2 separate regions of the Mus musculus genome follow, and region 2 is linked to region 1. The links are chromatin contacts, called in public promoter capture Hi-C maps. All regions are on one chromosome and are shown on one strand. Each heading gives the region's core, a stretch centred on a gene start, on an enhancer-like site or on the middle of the called end of the contact. The rest is flanking DNA. Distances are from core to core; before and after follow the strand shown.

Region 1 (5,623 bases), core at 2,758-5,257:
TCCAACCAAAAGAAGTAATAGACCTCTAAAATGAAACCTTTAAAACATCAAAGAAATTGAAGACACTAGAAGATGGAAAAAAAACTACCACACTTTTGGATTAGTACAATTAATATTATAAAATAGCCATCTGCCGGGTGTGGTGGCACACGTCTTTTATCTCAGCACTTGGGAGGCAGAGGCAGGTGAATTTCTGAGTTCGAGGCCAACCTGGTCTACAAAGTGAGTTCCAGGACAGCCAGGGCTATACAGAGAAACCCTGTCTCGAAAAACCAAAAAAAAAAAAGCAAGCAATCTATTGATTTAAGGCAATCATCAAATTTCCAATGCCACTCCTAACAGAAATAGGAAAAAGTATTTTAAAGTTAAGAAAGAAGCACAAAAGACCTAGGGAACCAATGCAATCCTTAGCAAAAATAAAAATGCTAGAGGTAACACCATACCTGACTACTTCAGCTTACCAAGCCATGGTAACAACAGGAGCATAGCACTGGCACAAAAAACAGACATCCAGACCAGCTGAACAGAACTCAGATATGAAACTCCACAGCTACAAAATCTGGGGTTTTTAAGTCTCTTTTTTAAATTTTACTTTATTTATATGAGTACACTGTAACTGTCTTCAGACACCAGAAGAGGGCATCAGATCCCATTACAGATGGTTATGAGCCACCATGTAGTTGCTGGGAATTGAACTCAGGACCTCTGGAAGAGCAGTCAGTGCTCATAACCACTGAGCCATCTCTCCAGCCCCCCAAAACATGATTTTTAAAAATTTATTTATTTTTGGTTTTTTGAGACAGGGTTTCTCTGTATAGCCCTGGCTGTCCTGGAACTCACTCTGTAGACCAGGCTGGCCTCGAACTCAGAAATCCGCCTGCCTCTGCCTCCCAAGTGTTGGGATTAAAGGTGTGTGCCACCACGCCCGGCTCTAAAACATGATTTTTGACAAAGATGTTAAGAATATACATTGGAGAAAAGACAGCTTCTTCAACAATCCGTGCTAGGCGAACTGATGTCCATATGGAGAAGAATTAGATCCTTGTGTCTCACAAAATCAACCTGAAATGGATCAAAGATCTTAATGTAAGATCAAAATTCTGAAACTGCTAGAGAGAAAACATTTAAGACACAGGCACAGGCACAGAGGCTCTGAACAGGGCCCTTAAATTCTGAAACTGCTAAAGGAAAACTAGGGCAAATACTCAACACTGTTCTGAGTGAGCTCTCACTCAGGAAATAAGGTCAACAAGGGACAAATGGGGCATCATGACATGACAGCTTCTGTACAATAAAGGAAACAGTTAACCAAGTGAGAGGCAGCCCAGATAATGAGGGGAACTTGCCCAGATATATATATATCATAGAGGTTCAATAAAGTGTATTCAGCCTTTGCTACTGCAACACAGTATCATCTATAAACTAAAAAACTAAATCACACACATACAAAAAGACCAAAAACTCATAATATTTGAACTGTTTAATATTTTGTTTTGGGTCTCTTTCTATCCATGTGGCCCATGAACTGCAGGCTGGACATACCTGACAGAATATACAAAGAACTAAAACAAAAAACAAAAAAACCCCAAATAACAACAACAACAACAAAACCAAACAGCACAATCAATTAATGGGCTAATGAAATTAACAAACAGTTGTCAAAAAATAAGGACCAGAGGGGGTGGCTCAGTAGCTAGTGGTGCTTACATCCAGGCCTGACAAACACTTTGATAGACTCCTATAAGGTGACAGGAAGAGAACTGAATTCCAACTTTGTCCTCTGGTACTGTGGCATTCACAAACACATGGGCACAAAACAAATCTGAAATACAAACATCAATAAACACATAAAGAATGCCCAGTCTCAAGACACCATCAGGGAAATGCAAATCAAGGCTAGGCTGAGATTCCAGCTTACCAGTAGTCAGAATGGCAGTCAACTAAGGGAACAAATAAATAAATACCATTAAGTAGTCCAAAGAGAATGCTTTTTTTTAAAATCTGAATTTGTTAACATTTAAAAACATATTTTGAGTAAATCACATTCTTCTTTCCCTTTTGTACCCCAACTCCTCCCAGAGAGCCCCCTTCAAAACCTGCAATACCTTTTTTTACCATATTCTTTAAAATTTATAAAATATTTTAACAATAAAAATGAGTATTATAAAAGTTGTTTGATATAAAACAACAATCAGTTGAACAGTCTTATGTAGATGTTTGTCTACAGTAACTGAAAATACATACATTTTTCTCAATATGAATTTTAAATAACTCCAAATATATTAACAAACAGCACAATCAATTAATTTTTGTGTATGACATTTTAAAATAATATATCACTATTAGTTTTTAATGAACATAAATAGATAAAAAGTCTTTTTGTTTGTTTTGTTTTGTTTTGAGTAGAGCTTAAAATCTTGGCTCTTACTGTGGTACAAACACAAAATAACAGTTTTTGGACATTAGAGTTCATTTTAATAAGGCAGTGTGGCTGTAATGCCAAGACTGCCTGTCACCTTTTAATGCTCTGCTCAGATAGACAGGTGACATCTCTCTCATAGCTATCTTGGTGGATATTTTAACTCTACTTGCATTCATGTATAGATATATATTTTGTCTTTTATATTTAAAAAAATTATGTGTGTGTGCTTGTGTGAGTTTTGCCTGTGTGGGGTTGCTCGAGGTAGCCAAAAGAAGACATCTGATCCACTGGAGTTGGAGTTACTAGAGGCTGTGAGTCACCTAATGTAGGTGCCAATAACTGAACTTTGTCCTCTGGAAGAAGCTATCTAGTCCCCTTGTCTTTGTTATTTAATCTTCTTGAGAATGTGTAAGCACACATTTGGAGGTCAAATGGTAACTTCATGGATAAGCCCTTGCTTTCCATGTTTTGAGCCAGGGTCTCATTTACCGCTGTGCATGCCAGGCTATCTGGCTCATGAGTTTCTGAGGAATTCTCCTGTTTCCATCTCTCTCTTCTTGTTATAGGAACACCAGGAATATGTACTACTATATCTGGCTTTACATGGGTTTTGGGGATCCAAACTAAGGCCCTGACACTAGCTTGGCGTGTTTTACCCACCAAACCATCTCTCCAGACCTATTTTTGCTTTTAAATCATCCATCCATCCATCCATCCATCTATCCATCCATCCATCCATTCAGGATGCACATGAAGGAGTATGTTAGGTCAGCAAACAACTTGAAACAGTGAATTTGCTCCTTTCTGTGTGGGTCCTGAGGATCAGACTCAGGTCATGAGGCTTGGAGACAGCTACCCTGACCATCTGAGCTCTCATCCATCTTATAAAAACTGTGGAGGACAGTGGTAGAAGATCCCTACTTTACATAAATTCTGATGTAAAAGTACGTATGTTAGAAAATCAAACAACTCCTCAGTAAACAAGGTATTGAATGGTAATTGAATCTTGATCTTTTGTGAGAAAACTTTTATCTACAATAAAAATGAGGCCAACTAAATCCACACAAAATTTAAAATAAACTTTATTTCTTCAAGTTAGCTCAAATTCTAGGACTTGGAGAAAAGCAGCTATAACCTGAGAACCGAGAGATGAGAACATTCTTACTTCCCTCTGAGTCCCGCAGCTCTTCTTTCCTTCACACTCGCTACTTGCTCTGGGGCATTACTTTGACACACATTACCTGCCACATTTCACAGGCGAGTATCAAGAAGTAAGAGACTTACCTAAAACATGACACAGATCTAATCCTAGTACCAGACCCCAAGCCTTATAAAAACCGTGGAGTATAGCAGTAGAAGATCCCTACCTTACATAAATTCTGATATTAAATTATATGTTAGAAAACCAACATTCCTCATGCTTTTCTCTATACTAATCCAGTGTGCTGGATGACTTCCGGAACTGAATTATAACTGTGACAATTAGTCAATAACTTACGTCACTTTTCTCCCCCAAGTTCACTCAGCCCAAAGGGCAAGGACTGTGCATACCTTAGACAGGACTGCCGACTGACTCATGTTGACCATGCTCTGCTCCCCAGTGAAGCCTATCCCTCCTGAATGTAGCAGTCCTTTTCTCACCCAGCCGTTCACTAGACACAGATAAAGCAGGTCACACTAACAGGGTTACCTTTGAAAAGCTTGTACTTGCCCCTCACTGCTGACTTATGGCCTTAGTCTCTTTCCCACAACGCAGCTTTTTGTGCACTGCTCCTACAGACAGTGTTAAGTGCCTAAAAAGTGCCTGGTAAGGTCCCAATAAAATTCTTTAACCTTATATTTTAGACAGGTACAATAGACACAAAAACAACTCACAGGACTGGAGATGAGGCTTAGTTGGTAAAGAGTGCCTGCTTAGTGGTAGTCAGTCCCTAGCACTGTACAAAACCAGACAAGGGGCGCATGCATCCTACCACAGAGAGGTTGGAGGCAAGAACTTCAAAGTCATTCTTGGATGCATGAAGAGTTGAACACAGGGCTGGAGAGCTGGCTCAACAGTTAAGAGCACCAATTGCTCTTCAAAAAGTCCCAGCAACCACACAGTGGCTCACAGCCATCTGTGAAGAGGGATCTGATGGCTTCTTCTGGTGTGTCTGAAGACAGCATACTGTCTGTATACATACTGTATATATAGTACAGTATACTCATATTCATAAAAATGAATGAATGAATAAATAAATAAATAAATCTTTAAGAAAAAAAATAATTGAACACAGCCTAAGATACATGAAATCCTGTCCCCAAACCAAGTCAAACACACTTCATAATAAAATGATAATATAGCCTATATTGTTTTACCACTACTCAAAAATGCTGTATGAAAAAAAAAAAAGTAAGTAGTGCCTCTCTCCAATCCTTTCACTTTTTGATACTTTTCAGTAACAAACAAGTAGGCAAAACAAAAAGTGTGCCAAAACACACTGTACTCTCTAAGAGGCCCATTGTTTAACTGTGATGAGCCTCAACACAATTCCTCAATTGTGTTCTGAAGAAGACCAGAAGTAGCTAAATACACGACAGAAATAAGGAAGTGGTGTCTGGACTCAGTCAGTCTAACTAGTGGAAATGAATTTATATTATCTACTGGGATCAGCTATGACACAGAAGTGAAAAACACATTACCAGAAAACATGGTTCATGATGCAAAATTTTACTTTATGTTTTCAGGAACTTACTAATATAACAACACTGACCAGAACTCTAACAATCTCTTTCTACACTGACACCATGGCATCCCAAACCTTACGAACCTCTGTGAGCTTAAGTACAGATGAGAACGAGCCCCGACTACCTGCAGGTGCGGCCATACACTGAGTCAGAGGCTCCCACACTGGAAAGGAAGTGTTCACCAGAGTATGCCAGTCAGAACATCAGGCCAAGATGGCAAAGCTCCAAAGCAAAGACTTGATGCAGAGAGGTGTAGGAACGCAGAGAAGACTTGTAAGGAACTCAGACAAACACAAGTTCATGGGACTGATCAAAAGATTTATGTCATGGGGCCAGGGAGATGGCTCTATGGGCAAAGATACTTTCTGCCAAGCCTGACAACCTGGTTCTTTCCATCTCCAGAAACTACATGGTGGAAGGAATGCTACACCATGTACAAATTTTCCTCTGACCTCCACACACATACATATACAA
Region 2 (5,371 bases), core at 417-2,916, 71 kb after region 1:
AGGAGGACATCTTTAGAAACAAAACTGCAGGAGCTGGTGGGAAGGCTCATCCTGCCCTTCTACAGAATCAGAAGTGGGTTCTTAGCACCCAAGTCAAGAGACTCGCAGCTGCCTGTAACTCCAGCTGCAGGAGAGCCAAGGATTTATTCTGGCTTCTGTGGGCACTCACACCTACATGGCACTCAAACACCAACACTCACACACTCAATCAATCAATATCCAAAACTTAAAATCTTAATAAAAAATATAAATCCCGGGCTGGCAAGATGGCTCAGTGGTTAAGAGCACCGACTGCTCTTCCGAAGGTCCAGAGTTCAAATTCCAGCAACCACATGGTGGCTCACAACCATCCGAAATGAAATCTGATGCCCTCTTCTGGAGTGTCTGAAGACAGCTACAGTGTACTTACATATAATAAATAAATAAATAAATAAATAAATAAATAAATCTTTAAAAAAAATATATATATATATATATATATCCCCTTAGCCAGTCATGATGGCGCACTCCTTTAATCCCAGCATCCTGGAGGCAGAGGCAGATGGATCTCTGCATTTAAGGCCAGCTTGTTCTACAGAATAAGTTCAGGACAGCCAGGGCTACACAGAGAAACCCTATTTGGGGGTGGGGGGGAATCCCTTTTAAAAAAGAGAGAGGTAAAACCTCAGGGTGCCTGGGTGAGGGGGCAGGAAGGCAAAACTTTATGCTTCTAAAAAGTTAGAAATCTATGTGGCGTTTTCTTCTCTAATCAAGCATTAACATCGAAGCCGGATTTTCATTTTGCTGTCTCTCTTCAGAGAAAAGATGCTCTACTCCCTGAAACAGGAACTAGAGGAAGTTGATACTACTCAAGATCTAGTTCAAGAAAGTCAGGGTTGGCCTGAAAGCAAGCGTGAAGTGTTTCGCACACCCAAAATGTTAAGAGCAGTGGCCCCCGGTGTGAAAGGTCTCCCATGGTGTTAAGAGGGGAGCAGGGGCCAGGCATGTGGCCCGCCAACATCTTAGCGGGGACAAAGGTGGGTTCTAAAAGTTAAAATCTCAGAGAAAAGCTACACATGGACAGGCTCTTCTGAAAGGGACAGGATAGCAATGCCGTGAGAAAGAAAGGTATTTGGTTTGGTTCTCAAGATAAAAACAACATCTAAATACTCTGTCACTCGTCAGCAGCACCTGTGGACCCGCGTCCAGCGGTCAGGATGCTGTCCTGCTAAATCCTATGAAACAGCTCATGGAAGCAGAGACGTTTCCTTCCAAGGTTGAGAAGCAGAATCTGATATTAAAATGATCCTGCCCAACTCTGCATGGCGTTGGAGGTAGAATGGAAAGGGGGAGGGGGAACATCGAGGCTACGCAGATTTCTTTGACAGTCTCGCCCTTGCTGTATACTTTCATTCTTAAGTTCTTCAACTGTGTGGTCCGTTTGGCTGCTTTTCAATGTGGAGAAATTATCATCTGGTTCCCGACTGACCAGAGGCTCTGGCATAGGGACGGTGACCTGTTCTCTAAGTCTCCTGGAAAAGAACCAGCTGTGTGCTTCTGGAGCCTGGCATCTTGACCTGGCCAGAGCTTTCCTCTTCCTCCTTCCCCCGTGTTTCTTCCCTTACCGTTGCAGTTTGCCGCAGCACTGGTAAGAACAGGAAGTGCCAGGTTTCCTCTCCAGGGCTTCCGTAGAAGGGATGTGCTTACCACATCGAAAACACCAGCCGGAAGGAGAAATGCTCACACCCTCTAGAAAGCATGGCCCTCTCCGCCCACCCTACCCCCACTATAGCCACGTACCTCCTCTATGCCCTCCCATACTGGCCCCACCCCACCCCCAAGAGCCTCAGAGCCATGGGTTTGGGCCGCGATCACACTCAAGCCAACTTTAACCCCACTGAAAATTGGTTTGATGTTTATAATCCCGGCACTCGCGTTAGACTTTAAGGGATTGGTTGGATGGTTCAGTTTATGGGTCACGTGCTTGCCAGCAAACTTGACAACAAACTGGAGCCCACAACAAGAGGAGGAGACAAACTCCACAAACCAACCTCTGACTTCCACACAAATTCCCTGGTGCACGCACACACACACACAAATTACACATGTTTTTAAAATGGAGGAGGCCAATGCTGTCCGTGGTGTCACTAGCTGTAATCCCAGCATTTAAGAGGCAGGAGTTAGGGAAGATCAGAGAGGAGTTTGAAGCCAACCTGGGTTATGTGGGACCACCATCTCAAACAAACAAACAAGCAGAGAGATAAAGAAATGGAAAGACGGAGTGCCTATAAACACCCTCCAGGCTGTCCCCACGTTGTGATGATGCCTCTGGAGTCCCAGTTGCAATAGGTGACAACTGCTACTCTGAGCCTCCTTACCTCTGCCCCATATGAACCTTCTCCTTATTTGGCATTTAATCAGTAAACGTGTGTTTTTCAGGGGCCACTGTTTTGATATCCAGGGCCGACAGTTTGATATACTTGATAGAGATGGTAGGGTGCTGAGATGGCTTTCTGTAGCACACTGATAACATCTTGACCTTAATCCCATGTGATCTTCTGCAAATCTTATCTGTTCTCAGCCCAGTGTTTCCCTCAGATGAAGTGGAATTATATAAAACATTAGTACAGAATAAGTGTGAGAACTGTTAGTGGTGATGGAAGGTGAGATGGCTAGTGGGGAGTTTTTAAAGTTGCTGTTAGTTTAATGGAGTCTCCTGGTTTGAACTCAGTCTCCTGAATTTCCCGCTGCATTCCAACTTCACCGTCATCACGGACTCTGTGGAACAGTGAGATCTTTGTGCGAAAAGCCCTCAGAGAGCACCTTGGGACACTCGAGACCACCACACTGTGGTGTCAGGTTGCTGTGAACAACAGTAGTGTCCTCGTTAAAAAGAAAGTGCTGGGCTGGTGAGATGGCTCAGTGGGTAAGAGCACCCGAAGGTCCGAAGTTCAAATCCCAGCAACCACATGGTGGCTCACAACCATCCGTAATGAGATCTGACTCCCTCTTCTGGAGGGTCTGAAGACAGCTACAGTGTACTTACATGTAATAAATAAAATAAAATAAAATAAATCTTAAAAAAAAAAAAAGTGCTTTTTAAAAAATAGTTTTATGGGGGCTGGCGAGATGGCTCAGTGGTTAAGAGCGCCGACTGCTCTTCCAAAGGTCCCAAGTTCAAATCCCAGCAACCACATGGTGGCTTACAACCATCCGTAACGAAATCTGATGCCTTCTTCTGGATTATCTGAGGACAGCTACAGTGTACTTACATATAATAAATAAATAAATCTTTAAAAAAAATAGTTTTATGTCTTTTGCTTTCCCTTTGTCTGTTGATGAATATTTTTGCTCCAGATACCTTTACAGTTGGCATTCCTTCTAGGCTCCGTCCAACAGTTACCTGGCAACAGCCGGGTAGGCCTGGCTTGCTATAAAGGGGGCTGTTCGGCTCCTTCACACTCCCTCTGCTCCTTCTCTTTCTGACTCTCTTCTCTCCCTGACTCCTCCCTCCTCTCTCCCTGATCCCTCTTTCTTCATGTGTTCCTGGACTGCCTCTCTTCCACCCCTCTCTTTCTGTCTCTCTGTGTTTACTCTCTTCTCACTTCCCCTTCCCATGCTTTAAATAAACTCTATTCTATCTATACTATAGAATAGTATATGGCTGGTCCCTCAGGGGGAAGGGATGCCTCAGCACGGGCCCGCTAAGGCACACCCCCATCCTCACCATACCTCTCTCTACAAAGCACATCCTTGACTTTTTTAAAAATATAGTGCTTGGTGCTGACTCTTGGATTTAGAAACTTTCAGGTTCTCATTTCCCAAGATTCAGATTTACAAACTTGCAAGTACATATTTCCCAACGCCACATGGACTTTGCAGACATTGGAAATTCTAGACCTCCATCTAAACCCTGGAGAAGTGGTAAGCTTCCCTTCCACTGGTCATCGTAAATGGCCCCTGGTTCCACGAGAGGGCTGTTGAACTCGAAGCCACTCTCTGATGTCCTTGAGGCTGGAGTTATTCACAGTTATGACCCTTCGTTCTAGGACATCTTCCCTTGGGTGCGATTTTTCTCTCTGCTTGAGGCAGTTTCTTTCTCACTGCTGGGAAATCCTAGGCCTAGGTAAACCGTTCTCTTGATTGTCATAGCTCTTTCTCTAGCCCCCATTTCATCGCATGACACCCTGATGATCTGGCTTGGCTGCCAACACTCCTAGCTATCACATGAATCCTCAGAAGGCTGGTTGAGATAATTGACAGCTTCTACTCTCAGTCCAAAGGAACCGTCTTCACCAATGCTTCCAGACTCCCTGCTGGGATGTCTCCCACTCTTAAAGGCTTCTGGATTCACAGGCTAAATTTGGCCCCAATACCCACTAAACAATACCTCTAAACAGCTGCTTAATGGCACTTTAAAAAGAAAACTTGTACAGCTCTCAGTAGCGATCCAAAAGATGGAAAAATTTCTATGTAGGCTTTTCCCCACCTAAGTTCCCAACCATCTTATTCTCGCTCCCAGACCCCTTCCCCTTTGACTTTTAGCCCCAGTCTCCAGATCTTGTTTAGGACCTAATTCACTCTGCAAAGGCACTTCTTCCACACTCCTGTAGCCCCTGCCTACCTCCACTGCTGCCAGCTGCTCCAAAGAGCAGTCTCCGATTTCTATTTGCACAGCATGAAGCAACTGACCCACTCTGCACAAACTTCTCCATGCACAGGGACAGAGGTTGCTTTTGGTGACAGTGAGAGACCGCCTGTCTGCCAGACAAAACATTTCAGTTTGTCTCTGCTGATCTGCCATCTTTATTATGGTCAGATAAGGTTTTCAAATGTTATCACATCAGCACCATTTTACCTAAGGGTGGCCATAGATGCAGCACCATCTTTGTTATAGGCAGTCTTGGGACTATCTAACATTTTTGTTATGGGCAGTTTCCACCTCACTGTCTTCCCACTTGAGATTTCTATCCTGCCTTGATAAATAATAATTTTAACATTAATGTAAAGATTTACAATGGTAAAAAGGTTAAAGATTACTGCTTTAATATATGTTCAGCCTTGTTTTTGCTACTGTCATTAAGTTACAATGTGCTTTCTATATTTGCTAGATACATTCTAGAACAAATAATTAAACAGATTGTCTAATTCAAATATACTTAATAGATACTGGCTCTCAATCTTGTCAGAAATCTGCTAAATATAGCATTAAATGTTTAAGCTTATGATGACAGAGACTCCCAAATCCTAATCTTAAACCCCCAAGGTCTCCGAGAAGATATAGGCACAGCAATAATATTCTACCTGAATTGCAGTATGATAACCACTGAGAAACACTACTCCTTTGCCTTACCCACTGTCAGGGCAAGACCTAAACTGTGGACAAACAGGG

The links. Promoter capture Hi-C pulls out the DNA fragments that hold promoters and counts their contacts.
Region 2: a promoter capture Hi-C map of liver shows a contact between it and region 1, with 2.0 times the contacts expected there. The contact joins two enhancer-like sites. A contact is called at or near these places in 9 of 39 promoter capture datasets (the 3T3-L1 cell line, 3T3-L1-derived adipocytes, the HPC-7 cell line and 5 more), 2 of 115 datasets of contacts at active chromatin or transcription factors (CD8 T cells and embryonic stem cells) and 2 of 9 other capture datasets (adipose tissue and liver).

The regions. Positions count from the first base shown.
Region 1 is chr16:32,055,009-32,060,631 of GRCm38.p6, forward strand. The region is part of intron 1 of Pak2 (p21 (RAC1) activated kinase 2); the gene reads right to left. Among named protein-coding and RNA genes, the nearest start is that of Gm26419, 8.1 kb to the right of the region's middle. Within about 2 kb of position 4,008, at least 109 of the 459 cell types and tissues checked have an H3K27ac peak or open chromatin away from gene starts, as enhancers often do. A contact at or near this core is called in CD8 T cells, the HPC-7 cell line, adipose tissue and 1 more, where this site is marked.
Region 2 is chr16:32,128,690-32,134,060 of GRCm38.p6, forward strand. No RefSeq gene overlaps it. Among named protein-coding and RNA genes, the nearest start is that of Cep19, 32 kb to the left of the region's middle. Within about 2 kb of position 1,667, at least 161 of the 459 cell types and tissues checked have an H3K27ac peak or open chromatin away from gene starts, as enhancers often do. A contact at or near this core is called in CD8 T cells, the HPC-7 cell line, adipose tissue and 1 more, where this site is marked.